Regions from separate parts of the Macaca fascicularis genome. Here region 2 is linked to region 1. Evidence: chromatin contacts called from public Hi-C data. All regions are on one chromosome and are shown on one strand. Each heading gives the region's core, a stretch centred on a gene start, on an enhancer-like site or on the middle of the called end of the contact. The rest is flanking DNA. Distances are from core to core; before and after follow the strand shown. Region 1 holds the start of AHDC1 (AT-hook DNA binding motif containing 1). Region 2 holds the start of GPR3 (G protein-coupled receptor 3).

Evidence for each region. Hi-C and Micro-C count contacts between places; a contact is called where the count stands out from the background.
Region 2: a contact with region 1 is called in a Hi-C map of skeletal muscle, with 8 times the contacts expected there. The contact joins the promoter of GPR3 here to the promoter of AHDC1 in region 1. A contact is called at or near these places in 2 of 2 Hi-C or Micro-C datasets (liver and skeletal muscle).

The regions. Positions count from the first base shown.
Region 1 is chr1:207,463,917-207,469,800 of T2T-MFA8v1.1, forward strand. It overlaps AHDC1 (AT-hook DNA binding motif containing 1), which reads left to right and starts at 2,375. Exons shown (of 7, transcript XM_074015362.1): 1 at 2,375-2,400; 2 at 3,063-3,160.
Region 2 is chr1:207,685,848-207,691,774 of T2T-MFA8v1.1, forward strand. GPR3 (G protein-coupled receptor 3) reads right to left here and starts at 3,048. Exons shown (of 2, transcript XM_005544278.4): 1 at 2,962-3,048; 2 at 1-1,917. The coding sequence starts at 1,912. The coding sequence ends at 920.

The DNA of each region.
Region 1 (5,884 bases), core at 1,125-3,624:
AATGGAGATTAGACACTAGGTGGCAGCAGCAGCCCACGGGAAGACAGCTTGAGTTTGGGGAGACCCCCCTCCCCAGCTCAACACAATTTGGAGAGGTTCCACGAAAAAGACCAGCCCCCAGATAACAGGGAGACTCTGCAATGCTTGGTTTCCAGTGATGATCAACACTTTAAGGGCTAACGGAATTCACCCTCACAGGGGAGGGGACGCTGAAGTAGCCTGGGGTGGGAGGGGCATCCTTGGGAAACCCTACCTAACTTCTATTTCCCTCTAACTCATAGCCATGGGTCCTACTAATCTTGCCCTCTGCATCTCATTACTTAACCTCCCCCTCCCACGCTTTTCCCAAACTCCCCTTCATCCCAGCCTACTGGGGCTCTCCACACCCCAGAAACCATCCTATATTATCCCACCCAACTCCCTCCTAAAACTTGATTCAAACTGAGTAGAGTCTTCATGTCCAGGGGCAGAATCTAATGGGTAATGGGGGAAGGGAGAGAAAGGAGGAGGAACCTGGGTCTCTTTCACCTTCCCCAACGCCAAAGTTGTCTGTCCTATAGGGGGCCAGCTAGGGCAAGGTGCCAAAGCCTCATCTATTTGCGATCACTTCAGGCCCAGGCTTTGGAGCTGCAGAATTTCTAATGACTTTAGCCACTACTTTTATGAGTATATTTCCCATTCAATGAATAAATCTTCGAACCCAAGGTCTAACTTGTCTGCAAGGAGAAGCTGCTCCAAGATGATGGTCTCTCCAGCCGGTCATGGCAGCCCCATGATGCCAAATCAATAGTGTACCGTTTAGAGCCCTAGACCTCTCCTATTACTGCTGCACACACCCTCTGCCAAGGGCCAATAGACAGTGCTCCCCAGATCCCATCTTTTGTCCTCTGGGGGTACCGGACTGCCATAGAGAAGGAGCTTGGAAGGAGTGGAGGTGTGGGGAAGATAGTGACCAGGGAGCTGCAGTTGGCAAAATGTCACCAGCTGCCTTTGTCACACACTGGCCATCACCCTGCAAGGCCAAAGGAAGAGTCAGAAACAGGGAGGCCAGAGACAAAGGCACTGCTCTAGGAACTTCAGACCTGGAGCAAGATAGACAAGGCCAGCAGACACGGAGTGTGGAACATCAGACACACAGATGAGGTGGTCCAATGAGGTGGGACCGCCGCAGGGCCAGTCAGGGCCGGCGTTGGTAGACACCTAGGACACAGGACAGGACAGCCACTATGCATTATTCATCTCCGAGTCCCCTGCAAGCCCTGCATACCTCAGTTAACATTTGTTGAATTGCCAAGAAAGGACACACAGACACAGGGAGAGAAGGTCAGTTACAGAAATGGAGGGAATCACAACTGCTTGCCATAGCCCAGGGTTTAAGCTTGTGGGGTTTGGGGTTAGTCAGACCCTGGTTCAAACCCAGCTGGGCTCAGCCACTTGCTAACCAGAAGAACCTGGGCCTCAGTGCCCCCATCTCTAAAATGGAAATAACAGCACGATTTTACCGCAGCAGTTCAGCCATCTCTGGGGGCGGTAACAAGGCCCTCAAGCAGCGCACATTCCCATCTGTGGGATAGGCTAGGGAGGGGGCCCACGAGCCAGGGGCTGGAGAACAGATGTGACCTGAAGAGGAGGTAGGTGAAAGTGCTGAGCCCAGCCCCCGGCCGCGGCAGGAGGTCAGCACCGTTCAATCTGAATCCTGCTTCCTGACACAACGCAAATGCTCAGCAGAATTCGGAAAAGGGTGTGTGTGTTCTATCTGTGGATTATCCAAGACTTCTGAGCCCTCGCCGCCCTTGGACATGTAGGAAAGCTGGGTTGCAAGGGCGAAACCCAGAGCTCGGAGTTTGAGAGGAGGGGTCACCGAGTGGGGAGGCAGCGCTGGCTGGGTCTCCTCCGCTGCCCCGCCCCAGCAGCCCTCCCGCTTTAAATACTTGCGCTTTACTCAATAAGAAACCTTTTCAGAAAAGGATAACGTCCCCAGATTGAGAGAGCCGGTCCTCTCCTCCGTCCTTTCCTCCTCACATTTAACTGGGACGCCCCAGAAAGTCGCAGCCCCTTTGGTTAATCCCCTGGTTCCCTATTCCACTCCCATTCCGCTCTCAGACCCCGCCCCTTCACTCCCACTCGCAACCTCCGCTCGAACCAGAGCCCCCCGGTGGAGACAAGGAACACGGGGACCATTCGTAACTCTTGGGGAGGATCTGCGCCCGTTGGTAAACGAGGACGCGCCCCAGTCAGACGCGCCCCAGGCACGGGGTCCCCGGGGCTCCCGGCCGCGCCGTCGGAGCACCCGGCGCGGCCCCGCCCTCCCCGCGCGCGGAGCGGCCGGGGCGGGGACTACAAGTCCCGGCGTGCCGCGCGCGCGCTCCCCCCTAGGGTTCCGGATGGTGAGCGGCGAAGGTAAGGCGAGCTCGCAGAGGCATCGGCGGCGGCGGCGGAGACGGAGAGAGGCAGGCAGGCAGGGCGAGGGCGAGAGACGGAGGGAGGGAGCGAGCGAGGCGGACCAGACAGACAGACAGGCGGGCGGGCGGGCAGAGCGAGCCACCCGCCAGGCTGCGCTCAGCCCCGCTCGCAGCGGAGAGAGCAGAAGGCAGGAGGAGGGAGGGGAGGAGGGGGAGGGAGGGAGAGAGGGAATCCAGCTACCACCACCCAAAGCCAGCGTCTGCTTTCTGTCCTCATTTCCTTTTCCCACCCAGCTTGGAGAGCAGAGAAAGGCAGAGAGAGCGAGAAATAGAGACAGTCTGAGAGACAGACAGACAGCCAGAGAGAGCGGGAGGGAGGAGGGCGGAGGAGGAGGAGCAGGAGGACTACGCGGGGCGCGTTCCCTCCCAGGTTTGCAATTGGGGGGGTGGGGGCGGGGGTGTCCAGGGCTGGGAGAGTGTGTGCGCGGCGGGAGGGCGAGGGGAGCGCAGAGAGCGAAGGAGTGATCGAGGTGGGGGGGCGCCGCGGGAGCGGGGGGCCGTGTCCAGCGGAGTTAGCGGCGGAGAATGTGAGCCGAGGCGCGAGCCATGCTGTCAGCGACGGCGGGCGGCTCAGGGCTCTTCCACGACTCCTCTCCTCAGCAGCCGGGCGCCCGCGTCGCTGCCACCGCCGGAAGACAGACGCCCCCTAAAACCCCTCGCTTGGCTCGGACCCACGGAGCCGGCAGCCCAGCACTCCGGTGAGTGGCGCCTCCTCCCCAGCCCTAGACCCCCGCTGGGGACCGGCCGGCCGGGCTCTTTTGTGCAGCGCACGGTGGGGGGGGCCCGCGTCCCCCGGTCCGGTCCGCTGGACCCGGTGGCTGCGGTGCCCGCGGTGCGATCGGTCTTTGTTTCCACCGGGGCCCGCGGCTCGGCTGGGCTCGGCTCGAAGCCTGGCAGGCAGCGCCGGGAAGGGGGAGGGGGAGGTGGACGGGGAGGGGGGGGCGGGGAGGGGGGGTTCTCGGGTTTCCTGGCCGCCCCGCGGCTCCCCCGGCTCGGGGGCGAGGTGCGCGCCCAGCGCTGCCGCGCGCCCCCTCCTCCTTCCCCCTCCCTCCGCCTTTGGATTTAAAACTGCAATTTGCTCTCCAGCTTGCTGAGAATGTGGGGGGGGGGAATGAAGGGGGGACCGTGGGAGCGGAGAACAAGGCTGGATTTTAGGATCGGCGCTGGGAAAAGGGGAGACTGCGGAGGGAGGAGCCCCTCCCCTCCAACCCCCAAATCCCTAGGATCCACTGGCTCTCGGGGAGTTGAGGGGCGGGGACCTAATGACCCGGAGGGGGTGTGGGGCGGAGGAGGGATTTGGGGGCGGCTAGGGCTGAAGGGGTTGGGCCGCGTGCCCGGTTACCTGGCGAACAAAGTCGGCTCACTTTTGCATAAATAAATAAATAATCGCCTATCAATGCGTTTCCTCTGGGGCTCTGATTGAATCGGCCCCCTCTTCCCCAGGGGGTGGGGTGCTGAGTGACAGCTGTCAGCCCCCTAGGCAGGGAGCTGGGGTGAATTGCTGAATCTCTGCTTGCTGGTTGAGGGCGCCTTCCCCTGCTGGGTCTGGGTCCCCGGGCAGAGCCAGAGGGGCAGGGGGCTGGCTCTGAGTCTAGGAAATAACCTTGTTTCCTGTTCTACAGGAAAAGGGACAGCAACCCAGAGTTTGGGGGCTGGGGATGAGGACTGATGGGAGCTTGGGGGGGTTCCCCAGCAGCCTGACCCCCCAGCCTCCTGCCAGGCGAAGGGGCCAGCTGAGGGAGGAAGGATGTGGGCCTTGCTGGCCGGAGGCGGGAGCTGGGGCTGTCCCTGAGGCGGGCAGCGGGCACAGAGCGGGAGGAGGGAGAGAGAGAAGCGGGGGCGGGAATTCTCTACCGCAGACCCTGGGGGCCAGGGCCAGATGTGGAGGGGTGGGGAGTCTCCCCTCCCTCCCAGCTTGGGGGCCCTGGGGCTGGGCTGGGAGGGGCTGAGCCTGGTGCCCTCGGTTCTGCACCAGTGCCTGACTGGCAGGGCCAGCTGAATTTGGGCCCAGGCGTCACCCTGGGAGGCAGGGCCGGACTGCACCAGCCTGGTCCCTGAGCACAAGGAGGGACCCTTGGGGGGCCTGTGCCTGTCTGGCTGGGCAGGCGTTTCCCGCCGGACCAGTTGGTGTCAGGCGGGACTTGGCCCCAGCTCCCTGGGCAGAGCTCAGGGTGTGAGGACAAGCTTTGCCTCCGGGTCAGGGTGGCCACATTTTGTCCGCTGCTGCTGTCGCCGCCGGCTGGGCGGGGGCATGTGCCTGGGCCTGGGCAGAGTCCTGCCAGGGGCATTTGGGGTGTTTCTATTGTTGGCTTGTTCCTGTTCCTTGTGGCCCGGTGTGTGTGACTGTGTGAGCTGGGGCTGTAAGTGAAAGATTACCAGTCTGTCTGTCCCCCAGCCTGGAGTGGGGCGGGGGCAGGCAGGCTGGGTTGTGGGGGGGACCCCCCAGGTGGCATGTGCATGCTGCTTGCCATCTCCCTCCTTTGAGCAGATGTATATTTATTTTTATAGTAATGGAAAATCAAACTGGATAGTAAGTTGAATTCATTTTTTTCTCCTGCTGTGTCAATAGTTGGAGTAATCCCCAGAGACTGGTGAACTTCTGGCCCCAGAGCTCCCACTCTTCAGGGGTTGCAAAGACCAGTGAGGGCATGAGCTTTGGGGGACCAGTGGCCACCAGCCCAAACCAGTGACTTGTCCTTCTTCATCCGGCTTTGGGGCAGATGCCCAGGTGGGCAGGCATTGCCCCCTCCCCAGGAATCCCCCACAGCCCAAGGTGTAGCCTGGCCTTTCTAATCTGGTCAGTGCCTAACTGTGCCCAAGCCCTCAGGGACATTCCCCTGGTGGGCTCTTTCCTCTATCTGGGCTCCCGGCCCACGTGCTGATATTTATTTTCTGTAGTAAAATCCATTTTTAATGCCGTTACTTTTGAAATAATATAGAGAGAAACAAATGTGATGTGTTTAAGTTGCCCTCTGTGAGTTTTTAATGTGATCTATGGCTGAGGTAGTGATGGAAGGAGCTGTTGGGCTTGGAGAAATTTGGTGTCATAAAGAAAAAGAGCTAGCTGTTTATTATTGTTGCTGGGCTGGGGGGTCTGGAACAGGGTCGTGGGGGCAGGGAGCCCCTACCACCCTCAGGCACTGTGAATGGACAGCATAGCTTCTCAGTTTCAATGCATGAGGATTCTGGGGTTATTTTGCATTGCTCCCCAGCCCTTGATGGGGCCTTTGGGGAAGGGGTTTGGGAGCTGGGGGGCTTTGTTAACCCCCACTGCATGTACTTAGATCTGGGCTGGGAGGCTTCTGGAACCCCCTGCTGAGCTAAGTGGAGGTGTACAGTAGGGAAGTTGGACTTGGACTCAAAAGATTAAAAGATGGGGTCTCCACCTGATTGCTATGGTTGTGCTGGAGGCTTGAGGGGCA
Region 2 (5,927 bases), core at 1,798-4,297, 220 kb after region 1:
GCCCCCCCCTCTTCTAGGGCACCGCAGGATGAGGCTTGGCCCCCGGGCCATGGCTGTGGCGCTGGACGCCAGGCTGGAGTGGAGCTGGGGTTGCATTCTGGTCCCAGCTGCCTGGCTGGGCTGCAGTTTTCCCCAAATGGCCACCAGAGGGCAGTCGGACCCCAGCGCAGAGGAATTTTTGGTTGCTCAGGTGATGGCTTCTTAAAAAAATAAAAAACCAGAGGCTGGTGTGTTCCCCTTCCAAACCCAAAGAGGGCAGGCCTGGGGAGAAGGCTCTGGTTTCTATGATCTCTTCGATAAAAAATAATCCAAAATAATAACAAAATACGTGGTTTCTCTTTCTCCCTTTCCCCCCTCCAGGAACTGAGGTCAGAAATGGGGGTGAGGGGACAACGGGTACCCTGGTATGGCCTGGATATCAAGGTGTGGGTATCTTTTTCCCCCCTTACCACCCATAAGTAAATTTATAAATAAATAAATCATAAATAGACACTCTCTTTGTATGTGCGCGTATATAATCTTTCTCTCTCCTATTTAGGCAACTATGTGACTAATCTCTCTGACTCTTTAGTTCAGAAATTCAAACGTAAAGTGACATGGTTAAGGTCAAGTGTGGGGGAGGAGGGACATCTGGGACTTGGAATGGCACTGTAAAACTCCCAGCATTCCGGAATTGCAAGCCAGCTGGGCTGTGAGACATTTCTGAGTAGATCCCTGACCACCTGAACATTCTGGAACCATGGAGCCAGCTGGACCCCCACAGGGATCTGAACAAAAACCTTCAAACACCCAATGTCCTAGAACTCCAGAACCAGCTGGGTCTGGGGGGTGTGGAGCTGGGGGTTTGGAAAGAAGCCCTGGAGAGCCTAACATTCTGGGATTCTGTAGTGATCAGGGCTGAAGGATCACGAAGACTCAGCTAGACATCACTGGGGGAGCGGGATCGGAAGGGTATCTTGGAAGAGGAACAGCAGCAGCAGACAGCCCACAGCACTTTCTGCACATCCTGGTTGCGGAAGGCATAGATGATAGGGTTGATCATGGAGTTGTAGGTGGCGGGGAGCAAGGTAAGATAGGTGTAGAGAGGCGGAGAGTGGGCATCACCCAGCAGGCAGTAGACAGTGAAGGGCAACCAGCAGGCGGCAAAGGCTCCAAGCACCACGGCCAGTGTGGCAATGCCCTTGCGGGTGGCCACATAGTGGGAGGCAGGCAGCAGATGCCGCTGGAGGGCAATCTGCTGGGCATGGCGGCAGACGATGCGGCAGATTTGGGCGTAGAGCTGCAGCATGATGCCAAACACCATGAAGAAGGCAATGGCCAGGACTACCAGATGGTTCTTGGAGAGTGGATAAACCACGCCACATGTGGTCAGGCCATCCAGGCAGTTCCAGGCCATCACAGGCAGCAGCCCCAGGCCCAGGGCACCTCCCCACACTAAGGCCAGCATCACATAGGTCCGTGTCACTGTTGTCTCTGAATAGTAGGTGAGGGCATTGTACAGAGAAAGGTAGCGGTCAACAGTGATGGCCAGTAGACTGCCGATGCTGGCGGTAAAGGCCATTGCCAGCACGCCAACCAACACCAGGCTCATCTCCGCTGAGCCGATGCAGAAGACAGCAGCAAAGTACAGGACCAGGCCCAGGCCTGCCAGCAGGTCTGCCACGGCCAGGCTGCCCACCAGCAGGAACATGGGGGCACGGAAGGCGGGCGTGCCCACGATGATGGCCACCACTAGTGCATTCTCGCAGGACACCAAGGTGCCTGAGATGCAGAGCACCACATCCCAGGCCTTAGGTGAGGGCAGCGGTGCAGCTGGACCTGTGGGCCCCTCTGCTGGGCCCACGCTGCTTACATTCACGTTGCCTGAGCCAGCTGAGAGCCAGGCCAGAGGGCTGCCTGCACCCCACATCATGGTACCTGTAGGAGAAAGGCCTTGTGAGAAGCTGACCAAGCTGGATGATGCGAGGTGGGGTCTGGAGGGGGTGAGGTGCCCCTCAGGATACATGGTGGGAGTCTCTCCTCAGGATACCTTATAGGGTCCCAACGCCTTATCCCCACATTCATCCCTTGGGGCTCCTCCCAGGATACCGCTGTCCTCTCCAATGCCCCCAGGCCTCTAAACAGGGGTCTCTTCCTGGGGATCCCTGTCCTAGGTGCTGCACGTCTCTTTTTCCATGTGTGTGACCAGAGGAGAGACAGAAGAAGGGGTACTATAAGCGGATGAGGGCCATAGGATCCAGGGGATGCCCCCAAAGGCTCAAGATTGGGGTAGGGAAACATCTGGAGACTGAGCGGCTCTGCTCCCTCCCATCAGAGATGATGATGCTAGCTCGTGCCTGAGTCTCCCAAACCCCTCACGATTCTCAGTACTGCCAGCCTTAGACTCCGCCCCCGGGGAATGCGCGTGAAGCTCCCACCAGCCACCACCCCGCACTCCCGCGGTAACACCTGGGAACTCAGACCCCACCCGCCACCCTCCCAGGCTTCTGTCCCTGGCTGGACCCTTCTTTCTGCCTGCATCTCTAGGTCTCTAGGCAGACCCCCCTGCTGGAAGCCCGGATCCCTGAGTCAGATGCCTTCTTCTGCCCGGACACCTGGATTTGGGGCCTGACTCCGCCTTCTGTCTAGATACCTGGATTCCCAAGTCGGACACCTCCTGCTGTTCGGACGCCTGGGTCCCTGCCCCAGACGCCTCCTGCCGGCTTAACCTCAGATGACCATCAGTCCCTCCAGGGCCTCGGGTCCCTGCAGGAATGCTCACCCTTCGCCGGGTCATCCAACTGAGCCCCAGCACTCAAGCACTTAGGCCCACGTCTGCTAACCCAGAATCGCCTAAACCCAGAATTCCCACCTGGAATTCGGACCCTGGCCGGCCGCTAGGAGTCTTCCGCCGGCCCAGTGCCCCAGCATCCTGCGTGCCCTCCAGGACCCCTAGTGTCCGCGGCGGGGCCCACTACTCACCGCTCAGGACCAGGCGCGGCCAGGCCGCGGGGAGGCTCCGCTCGGGTCCTGGCGGCGCAGGGCGTGCGTGGACCCCGAGAAGCCCCCGCGGCCGCGGGAGAAGCGGCGTGAGTCACCCCGTCCCGCCCCGCCCCCGGCCACCGGTTCGGTGACGTCAGCGGCCCGATTAGCCAATGGGCGCGGAGCGCTGGGGCGCAGAGCGCGTTGCGCGGCATAGTAATGAGGCCTCGCGCCGCCCGCTCCCCCATTCATAAAAAGCGACCGTGGCTGCGGCCCCGCCTCCTCCCGAGTCGGCCCGCGCTGTCCTTGACGCGGCGCCCTCTGCGGGCCGGGGGTTTCAGCGGCGCCGGTGGGAGAGCCTTGTAGTCTCAGGGAGGCTGCTGGGAACGTGGTGGAAGGGGACCCGGCTAGGCTGTGGGGTGATGGGACCCTTGGGTGGCAGAGAGGCTGACGAGATCCAGATGACGAAGGAAGAGCTTGTGATGGGGCTGGTTGGGCGTCCCTGGTGAGGATGACAGGGTTGCCAAGATGATGGGGCCCTGAGGTGACGATGACGGGGAGCACGAGGGAGCGGGGAGGTGGGTGGCAGTGACATTAGCATGGTGACAGAATCTTGGGGGGCGTGATGGCCGTGGGACACCAACGGTAGAGAGGAAACCCCCAGGGCAACCATGGCAGTGTGACGGTGACTCTGCAGCAGGGAGGAGTTCAGGGACCCCGGGATGGCAGAGGCGGCAGCCTGGGAACATGGAGTGTCCAGGTGACTTCAGGTCACTATGACCCTGTCAGAAGGGCTGGGGTACTGAAGCGACAGTGCTAAGCCATGAGGGCCGTGGGGCCCTGGAAGGAAGATAGCAGGTGGCCGTGGTGAGTGGGCTCCAGGGTGAGGGGCACAGGGTAGAGCGTCTGGACTGACAGTGACCAGGCAGGTAAGTTGGTGCCAGGGCAGGTCCCATGATGCTGGGGCTGGGATAAGAGCTGGGTGACGTCACTCATGTCAGCCCAATAGCGCCCTCACAGCACCGGAGGGGTGGGCCTGGCAAGATTTCAAAACCTGAATTATTTATTCAAGGATCTAGAAAGCCAGAGGGGAGGGAGTCGGGGGTGCACTTCCCCGAAGCAGGAGGAGATGGGGAGCCGGGAAGAACTTGGAAGCAGAAAGCCTGGCAGCTCAGTCCTCAGGGCAGGCCCCTCTCAGCCTCTCATTTTAGGCATCCTGATGGGTGGAGCAAGAAGGAGCTCCCTCTTCCCCAACGCCGACTGCCCTTAGTCCAGGGGAACCACTCTGGGCAGATTTCTCCAGATGTGACAGATGTGGCCAGTCCTGTGGCAGGGGGACTGACTGCTCTTTCTCCCTGTGTTTCTTGCCTTGATGCTCCCTGGAATCATGCAGGCCTGTGGGAGGGAAGATGAGGTTAAGAGGCCTGAGGATCCCAGGCCCCACTGGACATCCCCATCACAGCACTATCACTGCAGCCCCATGGTCAGCCTCCACCAGGCAGGTTTTGGGTTTGAGTGTGAGGCAGCAGAAGGTCAAGTGGCAGGAAACATGGGAAGAGGAGGGGTTGGAGCTGGAGAAGAAGATTCATTTCAGGTTGGATGTGGTGAGTTTAGGGGGCTTAGGGAGCGGAGGTGGTCAAATCTCAATTTCTCCATTTCCTAGCTGTGTGACTTTGGAGAGTTTCTTTAGCTCTCTGTGCCTATTTCCTCGTCTAAAAAATAGGGATAATATTAGTTCTGGCCTCATGGGGTTGTTGAGTGGGATCTGCACGCCGTTGGCCATCAATGTTACAGTTGGCCAATGAGGGACACACCTGGCGGTGTAGGTGTGCAGGTGGCACACCTGCCTAAAGTTTTAGGGGTAGAGGACATCACCCAGGGGCAGGAGCAGAGAGTGAGGAGGGGCTTCAGGGGTTCCTGTTCCTGGGCTCTTGCTCCTGACTGTTCCCTCTGCCTACAACCCTTCTCTTCATCCAGGTCTCTGCTCCCAAGTCACTTCTGAAACAGGCTGCTCTGAACTCTCAGATCGCCACTGACCTCCCCATCACTCTCCTTCTCTTGATTTATTCGTTTTCGGAGGATGAAGTGCTCTTGAAATTATAAATAAATTCATGTTTGTTTGTTTTACTACGTGTCAACCCCACTAGAATCTAAGCTCCAAGAGGATAGTGACTATATCCCATTTCTGCTGGAGAACAGTGCCTGACATGTAATGGGTGTTGAAGAAATAATCATAGACTGGATGATTGACCTAAAAGGGAGCAACTGGAGGAAAAAGGAAAACAGAGAGAGTAGTAATATGCCTGGTGCCCAGGAAGGTGGGGGTGTCAGAGAGAGGATCCAAGGGCATCAGGGCCCCAAGCCTCAGGGATCCACTTTCTCTCCCATCAGAGCTAGGTCCCTACAGAGTTCTGGTCTCAGCGATGGGTGAAGGCTGCGGGGAGGTTGGCATCAAAGGGGAGTATGGGGGACTATCTTCTGCTACTCTGAATGGCGATTATGTATTTTTTAAGTTTTCGTAGTTTATTAATCCTCTGGTGAAAAATCTGCACCGTCGCTGCAGCTGAAGTCATTCCTGTTTGCCAGCACCGGCACCACACTCTTGTGACGCCCTGACTATCTTCATTCTGTTCTTGAGTTCCTTTAGCTCTTTTCTCGAGGTCTTTTTTTTTTTTTTTTTTTTTGAGACGGAGTCTGGCTCTGTCGCCCGGGCTGGAGTGCAGTGGCCGGATCTCAGCTCACTGCAAGCTCCGCCCCCCGGGTTCCCGCCATTCTCCTGACTCAGCCTCCAGAGTAGCCGGGACTACAGGCGCCGCCACCACGCCCGGCTAGTTTTTTGTATTTTTTTTTAGTAGAGACGGGGTTTCACCGTGTTCGCCAGGATGGTCTCGATCTCCTAACCTCGTGATCCGCCCGTCTCGGCCTCCCAAAGTGCTGGGATTACAGGCTTGAGCCACCGTGCCCGG